Linked DNA regions of Zea mays: region 2 is linked to region 1. A link is a contact called in public Hi-C data. All regions are on one chromosome and are shown on one strand. The core of a region is the stretch at or near the end of the contact, and the rest is flanking DNA. Distances in the headings are between cores, read along the strand shown.

Region 1 (6,663 bases), core at 2,301-4,800:
GGATTTCAAATTGGCTCCTTTTTCTGAATATATATATATATATATATATATATATATATATATATATATATATATATATATATATATATATATATATATATATATATATATATCCCACACCAAAAAAAGACATTTGGAGGCGACTGTTGGTTGTTAGGGGGTGTTTGGTTTCTAGGGACTAATTTTTAGTCCCTACATTTTATTCCATTTTAGTTGTAAAATTGCTTAATATAGAAACTAAAACTCTATTCTAGTTTCTAAATTTGGCAATCTATAGTCTAAAATGGAATAAAATGATGGGACTAAACATTAGTCCCTACAAACCAAACACCCCCTTAGCCTGATCATCATCAAGTGATAATGCAGGGCATGGTCAACTAACTGACTGAACAAAAAGATGCACACAAACAAGAGCTAGTGTGAGTATATACCAAAAAGCAATATAATGGAACCAGCACCACCGGCTGTTGTGGTTGTAGTAGCGTTCATCTCCGGCAAGTCAACCATGCATTGCAGAGGTGACTTTCTTGTTTTCCTTCCTTGCATATTGTATAGTGATCGAGTGCATGCAGCAAGCAAAAGTGGCGGAGCACATCCATCCATCCAACTTTGATGGTCCAACACCGAGCTCAAAAGAGGGCCACCCATATGAATGTAGCGTAGCATCCACCGATATGCATGATCCATCGTCGGCTGTCATGAGACGATATGGATGCAACAACCGGTGACGGTAGCCATTTGCCACATCAAGCGCGAGTCTTTAACAGTATAATAATCTATTTTGACCTGACAAATAAGGATTCCACATTTGTTGAGAGTTTGTGCTCTTGGTCTGCAAAAAACAAAAAAAAACAGTTCTTTTTAGGGAGATTCCTTTCACGAGGCGCTGTGAAATGAAATTCCTATCATTATGAGGCGGGACAGCCACTGGAGCTACTAGCAAACAGCGATGATGGCTGCATGCCATGGGTTGCCACTTAACAGTAGTGGAAGCATGCACCTATCACTTAGCAGTGACTGCTTCGTCTCTAGTGTGCAGAAACAAGAGTGATGAGGCATGGCGATTAATTGAGGACTCCAAAGGAAATAAATAAAATAAAACAACAACAAAATATAGCGCATTCGCAGCATGGAAATTGCATTGGAGGCTTGGAGCAACGTGTTGTACTGTTGTCCATATATCTCGTCCCAGCGGAAGAAGAAACCAGAAAAAGAAAAATCCATGACATATATGCACAAAATGGCGCCCACGACGAATGACTGTTACGGTTGTTAACTGTTATAAATGGTGACAATTCTTTACGGTCGTAGCACTATTTTTGACACATCATGATCGAGGGACGGCTATCGTCGGATATAATCCGATGGCCGTCGAAAATAATTGATGATTGACAGTTTAGGCCTTATTTGTGACAGTTTTGGCTATCGAAAATGTTATGTTGTACAGACGACAAATCAATCCTACTCAAGTTGTATGCTACTTGTATGACCCGACAGGCTTCGTGGGATAGTAGTATTGAAGGTTCTGGAGAAGGGAAGAGGAGTAACACGTCCCACATTTTGAGTGCATGGACGCAAGAGGACGTACGATCGACCTTGGACGATTATTAATTTATTTCCCATTATCGTTAGATCTCCGACAAGACGATACGATAATGGATCTCCGCGCGTATGGGGCTTGGATTTCTCAGGGCGGCGGCCGGTCGGCTGCTGCCAACCTCTCTGCGTGGAGGATCGTCTGCGTATCGACGACGACGGCCGGAGAGGAAAGGTGGTGGAGGCGGTGGAAACGGACGGCACACAGTGGCCGACGACAGAGAGACGCGATCCATATCCTGTGCAACTGATATATAATACTCCACGTACAATAATTGTACTGTAAAGACTAAAGACATAGAGCACTTTGAGAGATTATGGTTTCAGCTAGCTGTCAACTCGCTCGCGTCGTCGTCCCGTTCGATCAAAATGTCAACGCGCGCGCGCGCTACTCCTTGCACTTTAAAAGAGAGCACCTTGGATATATCATATATGCGGCCTGTTGACCCTGCAGCAGCCAGCAGGAGCTAGCGGACCGTCTAGACAAAATAATTATTGGTGTCATCTTTATTATTAAGTTATAGTCTCATCAACTCATTTAAGCACTAACAAACATACATTTTAATGGAGATAGCTAAAATTTGTTGGTGTCACAGGGCACCACAAAAATGGGCTGGATCCGCCCCTGCCCTGCAAAGGCGTGGTATCTTTTCTCGAGCTGCATTGCGTGTGGTAACTTGCAAGATGCAAAGTGAGAGTGGCCATACATGATGGAAAGTTGGATACAGACAGTGTAGATTGAACAACGAACAGAGGTGAAAAATGGTCCTATAGCTAGTGATGAAAAAGAGGTTCGGGTAAACACGAATTTGGCCCGTGGTACGACACGAATTTAGCCCGTTCCAAACACGGCCCGGCACGGTCGGTTACGGGTCCAGACTGGCACGGCCCGTTTAGCGGGCCGGGTATGGGCAGATACGACGGCCCGCGTGCTTTGGCCTGGCCCGGCCCGATAAATGGGTTGGCCCGACGACGGCCCGCATATTTATGTAAATACTAAATATGTAAATACATTTAATTCTCTCATAATATGTAAATACTAAATACGCGGCCAAACATATATAAAATGCATACATAAATATAAAATGCATACATAAATATTGTGTTGTCTTAATATATGTAAATAATATGTTATTATATATGATTAATTCTGTTAAATATATGTATTTATATACCGCTCTACTGTTGGTTCGGGCCAGTGCCCGGCCCGGTCCGTTGAGGCCCACCGGGCCAACGGGCCGGCCCGGCACGATTTTTCCCTGTACGTGCCGGGTTTGGGCATGTCCCTAGGCACGTGGGCCAGCCCGACCCGACCTGAAGTATTAACGGGCCGTGCCTGGCCCGACCCTATTCGTACCGGGCCGAAACGGGTTCGGACCGGGTCCGTGCCGGGTGGCCCGTTTGGACATCTAATGAATACCCCACCCACCTACCGGCTTGACCCTTGCAAGTTGCAACTGCTGCACGTAGTACACTGTGCACGTACGGTAAGAAACATGGAGACTGCAGACAGGTGGTGCCGGGTCCACGTGCATGCATGCCCAGCAAGCCCACGGGCGCCCGGCCCCACCCTGCCGTGCCCCGCTCCCTCGTCGTTTGACGTCTTATATTTTTTTTTTAATCAAAATCTCACGTTTACACACTTTACAAAAAAAATAAAAAATTCAACTGTTTATAGGACCGAAGTCGTTCGAGTCCTGTTGGGTGACGTCTCCCAGATCCTAGTCATGAATGAGCTCACAACAATTTCTCCAAAGCTTACAACTAAATCAGATTTTTCAGTGTTATGTTTATACTATAGGGGCCAGAGGCCAGACCACATACCGGCATTGGCACGGGAGACTACTTGGTATGTGGAACTCGTGTCGTGCTGCCCCACCCAGAGCAGGCCTGGCTCATTTCTCCACCTATAATACCACCCCGCCGTCCCGCTCGCCGTCGCCAACCACCACACTTCATATCGACCCCGCTCCAGTGCTCCACCATCTCACTTTCGATCGCGAGTTCCAACTTCCAAGCTAGCTAGTCGTCGTTGCCGTCGTCGTCCCGACCGCCAGCTAGCGCTCGTGGTACGTACGTGCGCGTATACGCGCGTGCGCGCTCAATACAACACACACATGGCGATCGTCAACAAGAAGCAGGGCGGCGCGGCGGCGTCGGGGCTGAAGCACATCCTGAAGCGGTGCTCGAGCCTGGGACGGCGCCAGCAGCAGCATCAGCGCAGCGTTGGGGAGGATGAGAAGGAGGAGGAGGAGGCCACGGGGCTGCCGTCCGACGTGCCGCGCGGCCACTTCGCGGTGTACGTGGGCGAGCGGCGGCGCCGGTTCGTGGTGCCCATCGCGCTACTGGACCGCCCCGAGTTCCGGACCCTGCTGCGGCGCGCCGAGGAGGAGTTTGGGTTCGCGGGCGCCGGCGGCGCCGGCGGCGCCCTCGTCCTCCCCTGCGAGGAGGTCGCCTTCCGCTCCCTCACCTCCGCGCTCGCCTGCGCCCGGTGAACGCGCGCCCGTGTCCTGCCGCCGCGTGCTTGGGATTTGGATGCCCCCACGGACGCTGCGGCGCCGCCTATTCGAGATTCGGTTCATTGGTTCGGCCCACAGGCCACAGCTAGCTCACTCGCTCGGCGACGGCGAGAGCACCTACGATGTTAATGGCGTGTGTAAATATCGATTATTAGAGAAGAGATACAGGTGGTGGTGCATGGCATGCGCCCGCCCACCCGCCCGGACCGGCACTGGTGATCGACGGCCGGGCGACGGAGGAGGAGATCGATGGAGTGATATGGATGCATGGACGGAGCGAGAGCTCCAGAGCTTCACTGCTGGCTATTTGACTAGCTGTTGGCCGCTGCTCTGTGCTCTACATGTACGTTGTTTGTGCTGCGTTCTGTCTGTTCATGGCCGGACTCCTGCTGCAAGTAGATATGGTTAGGCCAGCCAGTGCGACAAGTGAACCATCATCAATGTTTTCTTATTTTTTTTCTATACATGCAAAGATATTGATGGCAAGCACACATGCATGGCCCGACGATGGCATGCAAGCCAGAGCTACCTGATATGGGCGACCATACGAACCGACATCATCAAGCATTATTCAGATATGCGTACTACTTTCCTTCCTCCGTCTCATGTTTCATCGATCAATTTTTTTTGCGTGAAGCAAAAACGATATGCGTACTACTTTCTTTCCTCCTCCTCTCGACAGTAGCTGCATTTTGCACGACCTCCTCTTTACTCAAGGTAGCTTGATATCTACTCATTATGCTATATCTTTTGATTCTCACTATAACGGAAATGCTCATGAATACAAGTATAGAGTAAATAGCAAAAAAAAAACATTAATCAACTCCGGAACGCTGGAAAAGAAATTGCGAACAGGCCGTCAGGCCTCATGTCATGTGTCGTCCGATCCGGCTGCACTGCGCGGCCCAGGTCACGGGCGTTGCCGTTGGCTGGCTCCGATCCGCATGTCGCGCGGCGCACAGCACATACGTCCTGGCCGAGGCTTCCCGCGGCGGCGAACTGGAGGACCTGCTTGCAGCGGGCTGGAGCCGCAGGAGGTGAATTGAATTCCGGCCAGGCCAGAGAACATGGCATGGCGCCAGGGGGCAGCCCATGTGCGGTGCGGGCGCTCGTGTGGCCGCGGCGGACGCCCAACCGCCTGGGCCTGAACACCGCCCAGAGTAACAGAGCCGATCGAGCCAACAGCGGGGGAGGGGGCGCCGGCAGCAGGCGGGTGGCCCGGGCATCTCAGCTCAAGGAGCGGGATCCTTTGCTGCTGCTGGCCTGGACAACGCTCCGGCGCATTTTCACCATCGCAATAAGAACCTCCTCCTGCGTGTCAGACGAGCGAGGCCCCCACATTCCTGTGCCATCACAGACAGTTTGCCAGAGACAATGCGGGTGCCACGGAGGATTAGAGATCGCATCTGCTAACATCTAACTGGCGGGACTAGTGCTGGGAATCTGGGCCGGGCTTTTCGGGCCAGCACGAGCACGACCCGAAAATAAGAGCCCAAAGCACGGTCCGACACGAAACAATATGGGCCGGGCTAGCACGGCCCGAAGTCGGGCCTGGGCCGGGCCTCAAATTCCGACCCGTCGGGCCCCCAGCACGGCACGCATAGATGGGTCGGGCTTGGGCCGGCACGACCCAATTGAGCCCAATCTATTTAATTTCTTTAATTTAATAAGATATCGACTGTATATTGTTGTTATATTTGGAGTTTATGTGGTTAAATGATGTTATAATTGTTTAATATCTTTAATTTAGTAAGTTATGAATTTTATATGATTATAATATTTTGATTTTATGTGGTCAAATATACGGGCCGGGCTTGGGCCGGCACGGCCCAACGAAGGCACGACGTTGTTTAGGGCCGGGTTGGGCCACTGTTTTTACACTTCGGGCTGGCACGACACGGCCCAAAAAATGTTTGGGCTTTTCTGGCACGAACCCGTTTGGCACGAAGCACGATGGGCTTGGGCCGGGCTGGCCCGGCCCGACCCAATTCCCAGCACTAGGCGGGACAGTGATACAAATGTATAAACAGAGTGGCCATTGATATGCCCTGGACAAATGACTGGCTTGATTTTTATACCATATACCGTAAGGCGTGAACTCTTTTTAGACCAATCTAAGATTCTACAAGGCATTAAACAGTTGCTAACCAACCTCATCCATGCCATAATTTCATACAATACTGTAAGGCGTGGAAAGTTAAAGCAAGGACATGGCGTGTCAGAAGAAGAAAATAAAAAAAAAAGTCATGGACCAGCATATAGCAGACATGCCATATGACACCGAACATAGATAGCCATATATGCATGTTTGGTTTTTGGGCGCAAAACTCATGCCTACAGCAAGCTAGGGACAACCTAGAGACAGGCAGGATATTGTGAATGATAGCACTGCTTGATTTTTTCTTTTGTTCATTTTCCTTGCACCTTTTTTTTTGTCTCAAAAGTTGATGGTCAAGTTATGTCAAAGAGGTTCTGCCTCAACGCTTTACCATTTGAGGTGCTATCTGAACCACCTGAATAAAATTTAGATATCACTCATCTTTGTGCC
Region 2 (6,663 bases), core at 2,575-5,074, 150 kb before region 1:
ACTATGTGCTTATCGACAATGCTATGTTCTTAACTATTGTATTATACTATTAAGTATTATATATATAGTTGAAGACTTCTCAAATTAGTTTGATTAAGGATAGCTATTTACACATGTGCATGCATCGTGCACGTGCGCGCGCTGACATACAAAAAAGGCGGGCTTAAGATTTAGACAATTTATACTCAAAATTTCAAAAGGAAACAAAAAAAGATTGATTTAATCCTATCTTATAACATGTATAACTAATGGTCCCTTTAAATATCTTTGTTGGTTAGCAAAAATGGGGTATTCGATGAATACCCCTCGGGCCCGCCTATATGCGCCACATAGACAACAAACACATTCACACACATGCACACAACACACAGGGTGTAGTTTTTGGTGAGAAAGGCATGCCTGCAAGCATGTGTGGCCACACGGGCTATTTGAGCTATTCCACTTTTCTACAACACCAACCTCAATACATCTTTTCTCACTCTCTCCTCTCCTAATACAAATCTCTCATGTGTTCATGACCACCCCCTAGAGATGGAATGGGTAAATCCTCATCGGGTATTGGATGACAAATTTTCTCATACTCGTTGTGGATGACAAATTTCCTCAGACTCGTACCCGGTTGGATAAACTATGTCCGGTGTGTCACCCGTACCTCTAAACAATAGAAGGACGCATAAATTTCTATGGGCCTGTTTGGTTCAGTTTTTTTTGTCTAGCAAACTTTATTGAGAAAACCGGATTTCTGGAGAATCTGGTTGTGTGGAGAATCTGAATATAATAGGGCTTACGTGCGGAGGAAGATGAATGTGTATATAGGATTTGGAATCTAGAAAGTGATGGATTTGTCACATCGCGACGACTCGACGGATTCTATGTTCATGTTTTTTGGACGATTTTCACCAAAACGATTTTCAAAGAAGAGGAGTGAGAAGCGAAGCGTTTGGCTACAAGAAGCTGATTCTGATGGCATAATCCAATTTTAAGCTAAAACAAACACCCTCTATATATGGAGCCTGACAGATAGTGATGTGCAATTGGGTCGTAGCTAGCTAGAAGGAAGGCGTGAGCTATGGGTAGGGGATACATACTTAGAATTTCAACTTATATGAACTAGGTTACTTTGGTCTTGGGGACATGTTAGGCCCCAAGGAATAATCTAAAACAAATACAATCCGAGCAAAAAAAAAGATGCAATGGTGGTTTCTAAGTAGCAAAAGAATGGATCCAGCAAAGGTTTGTTCGGTTAGAAGTGGATTGTAGGGGATTAAATTTAATGATAGTAAAAAATGAATAGAAGAGAATTTAATCTCTGTTAATCCCTCTAATCAAACACATGCAACCGAACAAGGACTAAAGATTTTATTTCTAGCTAATGACTTAATACAAAGCATACAAAGACGAGCTACACATCTATATATATATCCTTGTGCTTTTGTGATTAATATATGGTTTCAAATGCAAACCATATATATACATGCAGCAGCGAATCTATTAATATTTTTTCTTAATTAATGAGCATCACTGCGTCAGACACCAGGTGTATACATATGGCTGTTTCAACGGAGCGAGCTAGCGAGCGAGTGGTGGTCCGCCGCAACGAACGGCGACGACGAACGAAGCTCTCCGGCGTTGAACCAATATGGGTCTCGGATAATCCGGCCGGTTTGACACTTGGGACAGCATAAAATATAGCAGGCAGTGTCGCGTGCGTGTGTCACATACACACATGCTGGTGAAGTGGTTGTGTGCTACTAGCTGTTGTATCGCACGTACGTGGCCATATCGTCGTCGTCGTCGTCACCATCATCAGCGGCATCGATCCGCAGCGCCAGAACAAGCGAGCGAAGCCGGCCGGACACGGACGTACGCCGCCGTCCGGCTCGCAGCTGGGTGTGTGGTGAAGTGGTTGGTTTTGCATTGCTATGTATGATGCCGTGACCATAGATTAGAATATAATAATACGCCCAGGCAGGCAGGTCTCGTTTGGCTTTGCAGTTTGCACGATGCTAGCTAGCTCCTCCTTCGTCCCTAGCGAGAGCTAGCTCTCCTCCATGGCTCGATCTCCAGCAGGTCGGCCGACATGGACTGATGGGAGACATACAGATTATTATACTTATTTTATATTAAAAAAAGAAGAGCTTAATTGCTTCTGCGAGCTGTGCTGGCTGCCTGGCTCTACACACCGCCGCTGAGCGCTGATCTACACAGCGAGCGGCACACAGATGGATGCGATGCATGCAATTGCAGTTGCAGTTGCAATTGCAATTGCTCTTGCTCATCAGGTAATATATACTGTAAGGTAGTAGCTGCTAGCAGTCATGGATCATCGATCATGTGAAATTAGAGTAAAAGGAAATTTAGCAGCAGACTGACATGCAGTTCCAAGCACACTGCGAGCTACTAGGGGGAAGGGAAATTAAATTACACTGCTACGGTACGAGCCGGGGGTGTCTATGACTAATTAAGCATCGATCCATGACATGAGAATTCGTCGATACACGCCACAGCAGCAAGTAGAAGGGGAAGAAGAAGAAGGCAAGCGAAAGGGGAAGGAGGAGGGATTGAGTCTTAGCAGCAGCTGCATCGTTACTTGTCGTCGTCGATCCGCCGATGGCGATGAAGCAGCAAGCGTTGGTTCCCCTTCCATGTCCGGATCGACCGAGTCCGGTACGGCGACGGATTCGATCGATCAGTACGGGGCGACGCGGCCGGCGCCGCCTCCTGGGTTGGCCCAGCCGTAGGCGTCAGCGGGGAGAGGGAGGCCGTTGATGAGGCCGTGGGGGAGCTGGTCGGCGAGCGGGTGTTGTCCGGGCAATGGCAGCGGCGGGGGCGGCGGGGACGAGGACTGCCCGCCGGCGCCGGCAGCTCCGGGCATGCCCTGCGGAATAGGAGGAGGAGGGGGCAGGTGCTGCTGCTGCTGCGGCAGGTCGTCGTCGTCGAGCGGGAGGCGCTCGTAGGCGGCGTTGCCGAAGCAGGCGGCGACGATGACGACGGGGCCGGACGCGAGGAGCGGCCCGGCCACGGACCCGCCCACCACCTGGCCCTGCCCGCCGGAGAGGTAGACGGTGAGGCCCGTGGCGGCGGGCGGCGCCGGCGGCGGGAGGAAGGAGCCGCAGAGGGAGAGGATCTCGAAGCGGCCCGGCAGCGTGACGGCCCCGGCGCCGGCGCCGGGCTGGCGGACGCACACGTTGGCCACGCTGCCGGCGCCGCTGAGCACGCACACGCCCACCTGGCGGCGCCGCGCGAAGCCGGCCACGCTGTCCACCACGTCGCAGCCGGCGGCCACCTCCAGCACGTGCGCGCGCAGCGCGCTGGCGCTGTCCCGCGTGATGATCACGGGCGGCTTCGGCTTGTTCTTGGACCCCGCGGGGCGACCCCGCGGGCGGCGCATCACCGCGGCCTGCTGGTGGTGGTGGTGCTGGTGGTGGTTGTCGACGTCGCCCCCGGCCTGCTGCTGCTGCTGCTGCTGGTCGCCGTCGCCGCTCCCGTTGCTCCCCGCGCTGTTGATGGTGTTGTTGCTGTCGTCGCCGAGCTCCTGCTTCGCGCCGGCGGGGACCCCGCCCATGAGCTCCAGCTGGTGCTCCTGGAAATGCTGGAACGCCGGGTGCTGCTGTCCCGGGAACAGGTGGTGGCCGCCGCCGAACGCGTGGTGGAACGGCGCCACTGGCGGCGCGAAGTGGTGGCCGCCGCCGTGCGCCGCCGCCACGGGATCCATCGCCGCCCGGCCGGCCACGGGCGAGCGAGCGCGGCGGAGCTGGTGCGTCCCGATCGACGACGGGCGTGACGGTCAAAGGGGTGGGGGAGGAAGCGAGCGGGTGCTGCCGGGCCGACGGTGCGCCAGGGAGGGGGGGTGGGGGTTAAGACAAGCGCGTAGATTGGGGGGCGGGAGCGGGAGGGTGGGGCCTGGCCTGGCCTGGCCTGCCCAGGGGTGGGCCCCGCGGCGGGGTGTTCAGCGGAGTCGTCCCGGTCTGTCCGATCCTGAATCCTGATCGCGGTCGCGGCCTGCGCTGGTGCTGCCCACGTCTCCCTCGCTGACATGTCTGATTGCGCCCACGGCCGTGCCCCCCCTACTCCATTCCATGCTTGTTTCGTGCATGCGTTGGCCTTGGGAGCTAACCGCTTTGTTTTGTTTAGGAAAACAAAACTACGGGCACTTCTCTTGGTTTTGCTGCCCATCCAGCTAACCTCGCCTCGCTCAGCAACGCTAGGCTTGCCAGCACAGGCTAGATAGCAGCAGGCTGTAGAGATATATGCTTGGCTATCTATATATATCTCTAAAGAGGTCGTTTCACAGTAGTGATACTGCAGCCCAATAATGTTCGTTATTAACAGCTAGCCAAACGTAGCTACAATTAGAGATAGATATGCAGTAGATATCTTTGCTGGAGCAGGCCAAAATCGTTCGAGATCTTTTTCGAATTAATACTAGAATCACAGGGATTTTCCCTTTCCCAACGCTTTGCTATCTCTAACATGAAGCTAGCTAGGATGCATTGGATGTTGGCCTTGAAGATGATAGAAACGCATAGCTATAGGCGTACGGTAAATCACAGTGGAGGTCATCTGTGATACGCGTCATAAATAAATGTTTGATGCTCCCATCTCGGAAAGGATCCACACCGAATGTCTACGGATGCGTTTGGTTGCGGGACAGCTGCAAACAGGCAGGACAGATACGTCCTTCCAATTTTGAGAGATAACTTGGACAATAATGAACCAAACAACCTTATTTAAGCGATCGTTCTATCTCATCATGTTCTGTCACTACAACCAAACACACCCTATGTAGCTGATCAGGGATTGTAGTCGCACCCACGGACACGGTGCCCACGGGTTTCACATCCATCGGGTATGAGTCTGGGGGGTCTATACCTCACTCGATTCATAATATGGTACTCCCTCCATTCATAAATACATGACACCGTTGACTTTTATAAAAAACTTTGACCACTCGTCTTATTAAAAAATAAGTTATTTTTTTTGATTTGTTTATCACTTAAGGTAGTTTGTGCTTACCTTAAAATTTTACATTTTTGAAAAAAAAATATTTTGAATAAGACAAGTGGTCAAAGTTTTCGAAAACAGTCATATATTTATGAACGGAGGTAGTAAATTGGATCCGTGAGTGACATTTTATCCATGTATGCTCAATAGGGTCTAGAATACTAATTTTGAGTCATCATATGGTCTGGTCCAGCCCATTGAAACCATTAGTTATCTACTCACTTAACTTCTTTAATATGTGAATTGGTATTGCAATATGTATTGTTCTCCAAATAATTGTATATGGTATGATACACTACCAGAATCTAGTTCTTTATCGAGTGCCAAATGTTTTGACGAGTATTTTTTCGGCCACACGAGTTCTTTGACACTCCACAAAGATTTTTCTTTTGTTTTCAACAATAGGCAAAAACAATTTAAAATCACATTTTCAAGCAGTAAACTATTAGAACCAACATGCGGGATAATTAAATGACCTAACAATCATAATAAACTTTGTAGATCTTGAGAAGTTATAAAATTATATAGTTGACAATTTTTTGATTTGAAATCATCTTGGCAACGGAAACTATGTCTGGATTTTAAAATTTTAAACTTCAAATTTTCAAAATGACCTCAAATGGAAAAGCCATCAATATTAAAGTTGTAGGTCTTAAAAAGTTATGAAACTTTGTAGTTCACAATATTTTGGCTTGAAATCATCGTGTCATGCAAAAGTTTGTTTGAATTTTAAAATTTGAATTTTTCAAACGACATCGGATTGAAAAACCACCAAATAAAAGTTGTAGGCCTTAAAATGTTATGAAACTTTATAATTGACAATTATTTGATTTTAAATCATCTTGTCATAGAAAAAATATGTTTAAAGTTTTTAAATTTGAGATTCAAATTTAAAGCAGTCAATTATTTCAAACGGAAATGTTTTCAACTACAAATTTATATAAAATTATGTAGTTGGCAATAAAAGTAAAATTATGTAGTTGGCAAATGAAAAAGTTTTCAACTAAAAGATGTACAATCTATATTTTGATCATTTTTTCATATGACAAAATAAAAGTAAATTTGTTCATAAAAACTATATCTCTCTCGTAGTTTATATAAAACTACAAGAGAGATTTATAAAATTTATGAAAAATGTTAGAACCAACATGTGGGATAAGTAAATGACCTAACAATCAAAATAAACTTTGTAGATCTTGAGAAGTTATAGAATTATGTAGTTGGCAATTTTTTTGATTTGAAGTCATCTTGCCAACGAAAACTATGTTTAGATTTCAAAATTTTAAAATTCGAATTTTCAAAACGACCTCAAATGGAAATGCCACCAAAATTAAAGTTGTATGACTTAAAAAGTTATGAAACTTTATAGTTCACAACATTTTGGTTTGAAATAATCGTGTCATGCAAAAGTTTGTTTGAATTTTAAAATTAGAATTTTTGAAACAACCTCAAATGGAAAAACCAACAAAATATAAGTTGTAGGGTTTAAAATATTATGAAACTTTATAATTGACAATTGTTTGATTTGAAATCGTCTTGTCATAGAAAAATATGTTTGAAGTTTTTGTAAACAACCTCGGATGAAGAAACTATCATATGAAAGTTGTAGATCTTGAAAAGTTATGCAACTTTACAGTTGGTAACATTTTCATTTGAATT

The links. A called contact is a pair of places that touch in the nucleus more often than the background predicts.
Region 2: a Hi-C map of tassel shows a contact between it and region 1, with 2.0 times the contacts expected there. The contact joins the promoter of LOC100304287 here to the promoter of LOC100382171 in region 1. A contact is called at or near these places in 3 of 25 Hi-C or Micro-C datasets (bundle sheath, ear and tassel).

Annotation. Positions count from the first base shown.
Region 1 is chr9:23,661,399-23,668,061 of Zm-B73-REFERENCE-NAM-5.0, reverse strand. It overlaps LOC100382171 (SAUR-like auxin-responsive protein family), which reads left to right and starts at 3,550. Exons shown (of 1, transcript NM_001321398.1): 1 at 3,550-4,603. The coding sequence starts at 3,714. The coding sequence ends at 4,091.
Region 2 is chr9:23,814,316-23,820,978 of Zm-B73-REFERENCE-NAM-5.0, reverse strand. LOC100304287 reads right to left here and starts at 3,824. Exons shown (of 1, transcript NM_001165729.1): 1 at 2,335-3,824. The coding sequence starts at 3,715. The coding sequence ends at 2,690.